Linked DNA regions of Rattus norvegicus: regions 1 and 2 are each linked to region 3. A link is a contact called in public Hi-C data. All regions are on one chromosome and are shown on one strand. The core of a region is the stretch at or near the end of the contact, and the rest is flanking DNA. Distances in the headings are between cores, read along the strand shown.

Region 1 (2,700 bases), core at 34-2,533, 78 kb before region 3:
TTCCCAGAGGGCAGACTCAATCTCATGCCAAGCTCCAGGGAAGCTCCATCCTTTATCCCAGGAAAACACAGACAGAGCCTGGCAGAGGTCACAGGGAGGCTTGCGGATTTATATCCATAAGGAGGCTACCCCAAAGGATGTGATGCCAAGACTTTTTTAACTTAATCTTTTTTGACTAGTTCATTTTATGTTATGTATAAGTGTTTTGCTGCATGTTTGTATGTGTTCCACAGGTGAGCCTTGTGCCCATGAAGCCAAAGGAGGGCACTAGGTCCCCTGGAACTGGGTTTCGGACAGTTGTGAACCACCATGTAGGTGCTGGGAATCAAACCTGAGTCTTCTGCAGGAGCATCAAGCGCTCTTAACCAATCTAGCTCCTAAGAAGGGATTGTGGACACTCTTCAGAATAGGACATGTGGCCTTATCTCCACCCTCCCCATCACCATGAGGGAAACTCTGCAAAATACCTCTTTTCTCCCTTGATCCATGCCCAAGGAAGGCAAAAGAAAAACAAGAGAAGAGAATGGCTTTATTAAATGTTTCCTAAAACAGTCCTAGTCTTGGTACTATATACAAAAAGAATACGAGAGCAGCATTATCACCCAGTTTTATAGAGGAGACAGCTGAGTTCTCGAAGATTAGGCCTTTGTCTAGGCTTGCATAAGTAGAAGGCTGTAACCAGGAGTCTGTGCAGCCTTTCATCTTGCTGTCTTTCCTCCAAAGCCTGCTGTTTTCTGATAGGAGGGCGAGAAAGGAACAGAGAGACACAGGATAGAGGTATGCTATGAAGTGAGAGAGAACAAAGAAGGAAAGGGGATTTAAGAGGCAAGTAGTGGAAGAAAGAGACACATACTGTAAGCACCGCTGGGCAGAACCCTGTTAGTAGACTAGAGTGAGTTCATTCTCCAGCAAGAAGCTGGCAGGACCCCATGGCTGCCTCTGGGTTCAGCAGCCTGGAGTGCCTGGCAAGGCCTAGTGGGGAGGGAGCAAAACAGCAGGTGCTGGCCCCTCATGCAGGCTGCTAAGCAAATACAGATGGGGCTATTTCAGTCTCCAAACCTGCTGGCCACAGTCACAGATCTAAAGAGAAGGCAGAATCTGTTTTGTCCATATTAGGTTTGAAACTTACTCCTCTCTCTTTCCCTCCCCACTCCCCACCTCCCCTAAAGCCCCAAGTGATTAAATCAAGTATGTGGGATTTGGGTTAGAATCATTGTGTCCAATCTGCAGGAATGCCGAGCCAGTGCCAGCCCCCTTGGCAGGGACCCAGCCCAGGCCCTCTTTGAGTGCGCCAGGACAAACATGCTCTTCCCTAGGGGCAGCAGGCCCACTGCAAAGGAGCACAGCTCTGTTCCATCCCTGTGCTGTCAAAGGCAGCCTTTAAAACGTTCCTCCCTATGCCCTGGGGATCCAGGCACATGCTGGGTCTCTGCCTGGCTCCCAGCCTGGCATCTGGACCCCTCCCCTGTCCCTCAGCACACTAAGCATTCAATCGCTAAATACCGTTTTCTCCCTAGATCATCCTCTGGGGTTAGGGTAGGGATCCAAGAATGCCAGACTGGTGATAAAGGATTTGGAAATCAGCTCTGGCTCGCAACACACTGCTGTGTGACCTTGGATAAGTCATTCCATCTTGGAGTTTCAATTTCTTAATCTACAGGTCAGAGATAATAATACTCCACAGGCTATCATAAAGATTGTAAAAGAAGAGACACAACTCCACTGAAGCATCTTCTGGAGCATGGCAGATCCTAAGCAAACTTATACTCCCACAGACCTTCCCTCCAACACTAAAAGTTGGCCTCCTCTACTGGACCAGCTCCTGTACACTGAGGGATACGTGCTGGACTTTTGTTTATATATTTTTAGTATATGGCCTGGCCTACAATAGGTGTATAATGGATGCTTGTGGATGGACACTGTTGGATGGATGCCCCCAAACCCTTCTTTCAGGACTCTTTCTATACAAGACTCCAGTCTACGATCTCCCTTATCTGTCCCTAGACTGGTAACCGACACGGCCTTCTCCTACTAACATCTGGAAACCAAAGAACACTGTCAACGACCCAATGACTGACCTTTGAGGAGAATGAAAGGGAAGACAGGCAATGGGCTCTGCTCTCCCTCTAGTTCTTTGTAGCTCTATAGCAACCCCCTTCCCAGGAATGAAAGAAACAGAGATTGCTCTTTGGGGAGAAAAAAAGTTTCTATTTTCAAAATTCTATCTTTCCACTAAGTTCAAAATATTTCTCCAAGAACCCCAGAGGAGGTGTGCATCTCAGTCCCTGCTCGAATGGCAGCTCTACCAGAGCATGGTGAGAGTTCCTCCCCACATGAGGCTGGCCAGCTGTGGGGTGAATAAGGTTGTGCTCTACTTACCTGAATGAGCAAATATAAACTGTGGGTAACATGGTCATAACCAGAGGTCAGCAATCTAAGAGGACAATCCAAGGAAGAATACAAAGAAAAGTCGAGAAAGCTAAGATGCTCTAACAGCCAAGCAGAAGGTGATCCATCCCACCTACCATTGCACATAGTCTTAGGGTCCTATCAGATAGGCTACTCTGAGCCCTGCTATCCCAGGGGTCCCTCAGCTGTGCAAGTACAAGTACTAGGGACAGGTTCAACGGATCACAGGCTTTGACACAGGCTAATGCTGCAGAAGGGTACACAGAGATATACAAATGTCCTGGCCCTCCC
Region 2 (2,700 bases), core at 44-2,543, 95 kb before region 3:
CTAAATAAGATATGTTATAGTCCACATATGAAAGTTATACACCGGGGCTGGATAGATGGCTCAGTGGTTAACAGCACTGACTGCTCTTCCAGAGGTCCTGAGTTCAAATCCCAGCAACCACATGGTGGTTCACAACCATCTGTAATGAGATCAGATGCCCTATTCTGGTGTGTCTGAAGACAGCTACAGTGTACTTATATATAATAAATAAATAAATCTTAAAATAGACCATCATGCCCATCAAACCAATTAGGAGTGTAATTCCAGCAATCAGGAAGTACATATATGCAGGTCAGCCTTGGCTACAGAGTAAGACCCTGTCTCAAAACAAGCAAATAAAAAATCTTGAGGCAATGGTGTGGCTAAAGCCAAACTGCCTAGATTGTAATGAATTGAACACTAAATAAGAAGCCAGCAGATGGATGGGATCTGCCCACTCTTTTTTAAGAAACGGGTCCTAATAGACATAAGAATTTAGGGTATTTTAACTAGAATACTCTTTAGTTTAACAGATCAAGTCAGAAAAACCAAAACAAAACAGTTAAGGGGAGAGGATCTTGTGCACAAGTGGGACATTTTTGTATTCTTAGTAAACAGGCTACATGTCAGGAACTCATGGATTTAAGGGGAAAAAACAAACAAACAATACTGGTCAATCCTTGAACCCTTAGAGAATTTGGGCTCAATCGGGAAGAAAAATGTAATTTAGTAATTTGGAGTTACATGCCAGATTGTGTGGTGGTTCAAGTAAACAAGTAACAAAACAGGTCCAAAAAAGTTCACGCAGGAATCGCTTGCATGAGGAACACACCGGGCTGGGAACCTCGGGTCCAGAGGACTAAAAGCTTACCAGCCAGATTCTGGAGAAAATTCAAATGTGTTTATAGAAAATAGTTCAAAATCTAGATCCCTGAAGCGCAGAAGGCTGTTCAAATTTGACAGGACAAGAGCAAAAGAGAAGGGCAGTGTCCCTTCAAGGGAGACCAGAGGACCTGTGGAAGTTTTGCAGATGCTCTGAGACACCGCCATGGCGGCCAGGAGACAGAACCAACAGCGCCAGAAGAGAGCATTGTACTAAGAAAACGCCCGCCAAGCCCCAGAAAGAGATAAGCATGGTGGTAACCGCGATTCCCGGGGGCGGGCGCCACCGCTTACCCCGCCCACCCACACGGAAAGGAAGAGGCGGGCGCCGGAAGTCGCTGACGTCTGAGCCCCTCCCGAGGCCAGCTTCTGGGCCGGAAATGGAGCCTTAGTCCCACCCCCGCGCCTTCTACCTCGCGAGACTTGGTGGGCTCCTCCCTCTTTCTTTTCTGCCACCGCCATGGTAGGTGTTCTTCTCGTGGCCTCCGCTTCCTTGTGGCGGCTGGGCGCTCTACCTCCCTGCCTTTCGGCTGCTTGCCCTGGTCTTAGTGGGTCTCCATGGCTGCAAGTAGCCTGCGGGGCGGGATGGCTCACTTGGGTCTGGGGCGAGGGACCTGGGGCCGCGTGTTCCGACCGGAGTTGGGTCGCCTTAGACGCGCGGGCCTGGGCGTCTGAACGCGCTCCCGGTCTGTAACCTCAACCTTGCTGAATCCTTCAAAAGGCAAGTTCTCATTTGCAGGCATAATCCGGGCAGGCAAGCCTTGCTGCTCGCTCTCCAACCTCCCCTTTCCTTAGGCAGGCCTAACCATTTTGCTGTTTTTCCCATACAGCCATCCAGACTGAGGAAGACCCGGAAACTCCGGGGCCACGTGAGCCACGGCCACGGTCGCATCGGTAAGTGTGGGCCTTCTAGGCGTTTGGCCTTTGAGTTGTGTTGGAAAGTAGACAACTGTAAGTCGAAGAAAACATTTCTGAGGCCTGGGCATAGCAGTTTCCCTACTTTATGTTGGTAGTGGGGGCGGAAGGCCGAAAAGGTTTATCCCTGAGTCTTGATAACTCATGCTCAGAAACGGATTGTAAACTGAGAACAAACGAGAGCATGCGAGCAGGTAGAAGTCATTCATGTAGCTTTGTGTGCCTGCAGGTAAGCACCGCAAGCACCCAGGAGGCCGCGGGAATGCTGGAGGCATGCATCACCACAGGATCAACTTTGACAAATAGTGAGTGTTTCGGAAGTGGGGGCAGAAGGGATGACTTAGAACAGCTTCTCTCTGGAAACGGTTTCTTAACGTTGGTTATTAGCTTTAGCGAGCAAAACACTGCATGTGAACTGAGGGAACCTGTCCGAGGCTAGAGTCACGCTCAGGTATTGCTTGTTGCCTCAGTGTGCTAGAGTCCTCGAAGAAAAACTACTGACCTTATTCACTGGCTGTGGACTTTATGGCGCAGTCAGTCACCAGGTTAGTGACATACTTCAGATCAACCCTGTTTAGGGACCCTGTTAAAAGTGAGGGCGGGGTTCTACTGAGTGGCCTGACAGCCAGTTAAAAATTATATCAGGTGCCTGCCGTGTCAATGTTTACAATAGTGAACATTTATACTGCGATAGGAGATAGCTAGAAAGATGAGCTTGCTCTGAAGATGGTTGCCTTCCTTCCTAGTCATCCAGGTTACTTCGGCAAAGTTGGCATGAGGCATTACCACTTGAAGAGGAACCAGAGCTTCTGCCCAACTGTCAACCTGGATAAATTATGGACGTTGGTCAGCGAGCAGACACGGGTCAATGCAGCAAAAAACAAGAATGGAGTTGCTCCCATCATTGACGTTGTTCGATCAGTG
Region 3 (2,700 bases), core at 36-2,535:
CACCACACACACACATACACATACCACACACACACATACACACTCACACACCACACACTCACACCACACACACCACAACCATACACACCACATACACGTACACCACACACACACATACACACACACATACAAACACACACCACACACTTAAACACACCACACACACACCACACTCACACCACACACACCCCACCCATAGATACACACCACACACACACACATACCACACACATACACAGACCCCTCACATACACACCACACACACCACACACACACACCCCACATATACATACCACATACACACCACACACATACACACACACGCCCCACATATACATACCACACACACACCACACACACACATACTCACTCACACACCCCACATATACATACCACACACACACCACACACATACACACACACATGCCCCACATATACCACACACACACACCATACACACACACACTCACACACCCCCCACACACACCACACACACACATACTCACTCACACACACCACACACACACACTCACTCACACATACCACACACACACACACACACACACACACACACACCCCACACACATACAATGATATGTTATAGATCACACACATAGCATAGCATATATATGAAGGCCTCCCAGGCCAGCCTTCCTCTTAAAAGCACTGCTGCTGCTCAGAACTACTTTCTTCTTAGCTCCCTTGTCCAAGACCTCTCTCCTGTTACTTCTAGGTCTTTCTCTCAAAACCCTTAGTTACTCTCCTTTTATTAGATTCAGACAGCCCTCACACACTGTTTTGATTCCCAAAGGCAACCTCTAATTTACAAACTTTCAGCTACAGCAGGACTCATAGGAGAAGAAACTGAAGTTGTTTCAAGACAAGCCCATGGAAACAGGCCCATCTTGGTTGAAGCAGCTTCATACCCTAATTGCATGTAATTTGCCCTTTAACAGGGACAGTCTTAGGGAAGCGTAAATATTCAGTCATTGCAATTGTTTCAACAGGCCGCACAACAGTGTATTCATTATGTCAGAGCCAGGGGTGGGGGTGGGGTCAATAGAGAAAATCATCAATAAGGTAGTCTAAACTCATAAAACCTCCTCTCCTCTCAAAAACAAAACAAAAACAAACAACAACAAAAAACACCCCCAAAGCAAAAAATCTACAGACATTTTCTAGGGCTCCAGGCTGGAACAGACACCAGGATTTCTCTAACCATCTCAGTGTAACACAGAATGATAACATACTTCCCTAAGACAGACACTGCGACCTACTCAAACAGAGGATCACTGTACTGCCCCTCTGGCAGAAAGAGATACCCCCCTCTCCCTTCCTTTAACAGAAGTCACATTAATGCAAGTTTTCCCACGGGCTTTGAAGAGAAATCTGCCTGTTATATTATGCCAGATGGCTGGTGTTTTTTGTTTTTTTCCCTTCATGCCTTCTAAGCCATGGTCCCTCTATCTCAAAGAACTCAATTATTTGCAGCCTTCCTCCCCTAGCCCCCAAGTCAACATAGAGGCACAAAAGGGAAGTGAAGCCAGACTCTGAGAGGCTGCTGCCTAGCCTCCATGGGCCAGAGAAATGTGTGGCCTTTGCTTGACTGCCTTAGCAAACTCTCCTGGACCCAACAGTGGAAACCTGGTGTTGCTAGGATGATGACAGCTGACACCCAGTTCCATACGGGTACTAAAGGGCACTTTCCTGAGAAGCCAGTCCACCTGCCCAAAGCATTCTTGGTATCAGATGCGGTGGGAGACAGGGCTTTCCTCTCCTAGTTGCATATCAGCAAGGAGGCCAAGCATGATACTTAGAGTCTGATGCCTCCTCCAAGCTGTTTTCCCAGCCCAGGGAGAGACAGCACGCCCTAGGCCTTTTTTTCCAAAGATTCCAAGTATCAACTTCCTTGGGTGACTGATTGTTCTTTCTGGAGACTGGGAGCACTGAGGGAAAGTGTACACAAAGGGGTGCAGAGGAAGGGAGGGAGAGGGAGTGAGAAGAGGAATGTTACTTTTTAATCCTTAAGGAACATAGAGGGATCCAATTTGTGACTCAGCTCTGGGAAGCTGAAGGACTGGGGAGAAAAGAACACTGCAGCACAATCTAAGTTTTACACAACTTCTTTGGGCCTGAGAGGCCACAGTGATGTGTCCAATCCAAACTGTTTAAAACTTCTTCAAGCCTGAGTGGCCATAGTGACGAGAAATGACCTCTGAGAGCTGCTCTGTTTGAATCAAGGAAAGGAAAAAAACAAAACTTGTTCTGTACCTGCTCTCTCCAAATGCTACTCCGGGTCATAGCTGGCAGGTTTTCTCCTGACCTATGACAGAGGCTGAGGGTACGTGTGGGATACTCTAACATGTCATACACTCTAAAGGGTCACTGAGGACGGAGGACAGATCCAGGGTGCCATAGCTTGGAGTTTCCCCTCCCTCATTTCTCCATTCCTTGGCGCAATTCCAGGACATATCAAGTATCTGCCCCTGGAATTCCCACTTCCTTGTTTTTCTTTTTGGTTTTCCCCTTACAAGTTCTTCAGAATGCTGTCTGGCTCCTAAGAGGCTTCCAGAACAGTGACACTTCCTATCAGTCAGACCTGCCTTTCATACCTAGAGGTGAGGAGACAGGCCCCACTGCCCAATCGAGGCAGTTTCCCCAAATTAAAACATGTGATCCACCACGGCATGGAGCCATGTA

Evidence for each region. A called contact is a pair of places that touch in the nucleus more often than the background predicts.
Region 1: a Hi-C map of Schwann cells shows a contact between it and region 3, with 5 times the contacts expected there. The contact joins two enhancer-like sites. A contact is called at or near these places in 7 of 12 Hi-C or Micro-C datasets (the A7r5 cell line, the Rat2 cell line, Schwann cells and 4 more) and 1 of 1 datasets of contacts at active chromatin or transcription factors (oligodendrocytes).
Region 2: a Hi-C map of kidney shows a contact between it and region 3, with 4 times the contacts expected there. The contact joins the promoter of Rpl27a here to the enhancer-like site in region 3. A contact is called at or near these places in 10 of 12 Hi-C or Micro-C datasets (the A7r5 cell line, the Rat2 cell line, Schwann cells and 5 more) and 1 of 1 datasets of contacts at active chromatin or transcription factors (oligodendrocytes).

What each region holds. Positions count from the first base shown.
Region 1 is chr1:172,990,663-172,993,362 of GRCr8, forward strand. The region is part of intron 12 of Dennd2b (DENN domain containing 2B); the gene reads right to left. Among named protein-coding and RNA genes, the nearest start is that of Snora3B, 15 kb to the left of the region's middle. Within about 2 kb of position 1,284, at least 47 of the 93 cell types and tissues checked have an H3K27ac peak or open chromatin away from gene starts, as enhancers often do. A contact at or near this core is called in Schwann cells, where this site is marked.
Region 2 is chr1:172,973,280-172,975,979 of GRCr8, forward strand. Rpl27a (ribosomal protein L27A) reads left to right here and starts at 1,294. Exons shown (of 5, transcript NM_001106290.1): 1 at 1,294-1,324; 2 at 1,692-1,755; 3 at 2,006-2,081; 4 at 2,523-2,697. The coding sequence starts at 1,322. LOC134478799 (small nucleolar RNA SNORA3/SNORA45 family) reads left to right here and starts at 2,205; the gene lies at 2,205-2,334. It also overlaps a transcript of Trim66 not described here.
Region 3 is chr1:173,068,651-173,071,350 of GRCr8, forward strand. All of the region lies in intron 2 of Dennd2b (DENN domain containing 2B), which reads right to left. Among named protein-coding and RNA genes, the nearest start is that of Dennd2b, 59 kb to the right of the region's middle. Within about 2 kb of position 1,286, at least 20 of the 93 cell types and tissues checked have an H3K27ac peak or open chromatin away from gene starts, as enhancers often do. A contact at or near this core is called in Schwann cells, where this site is marked.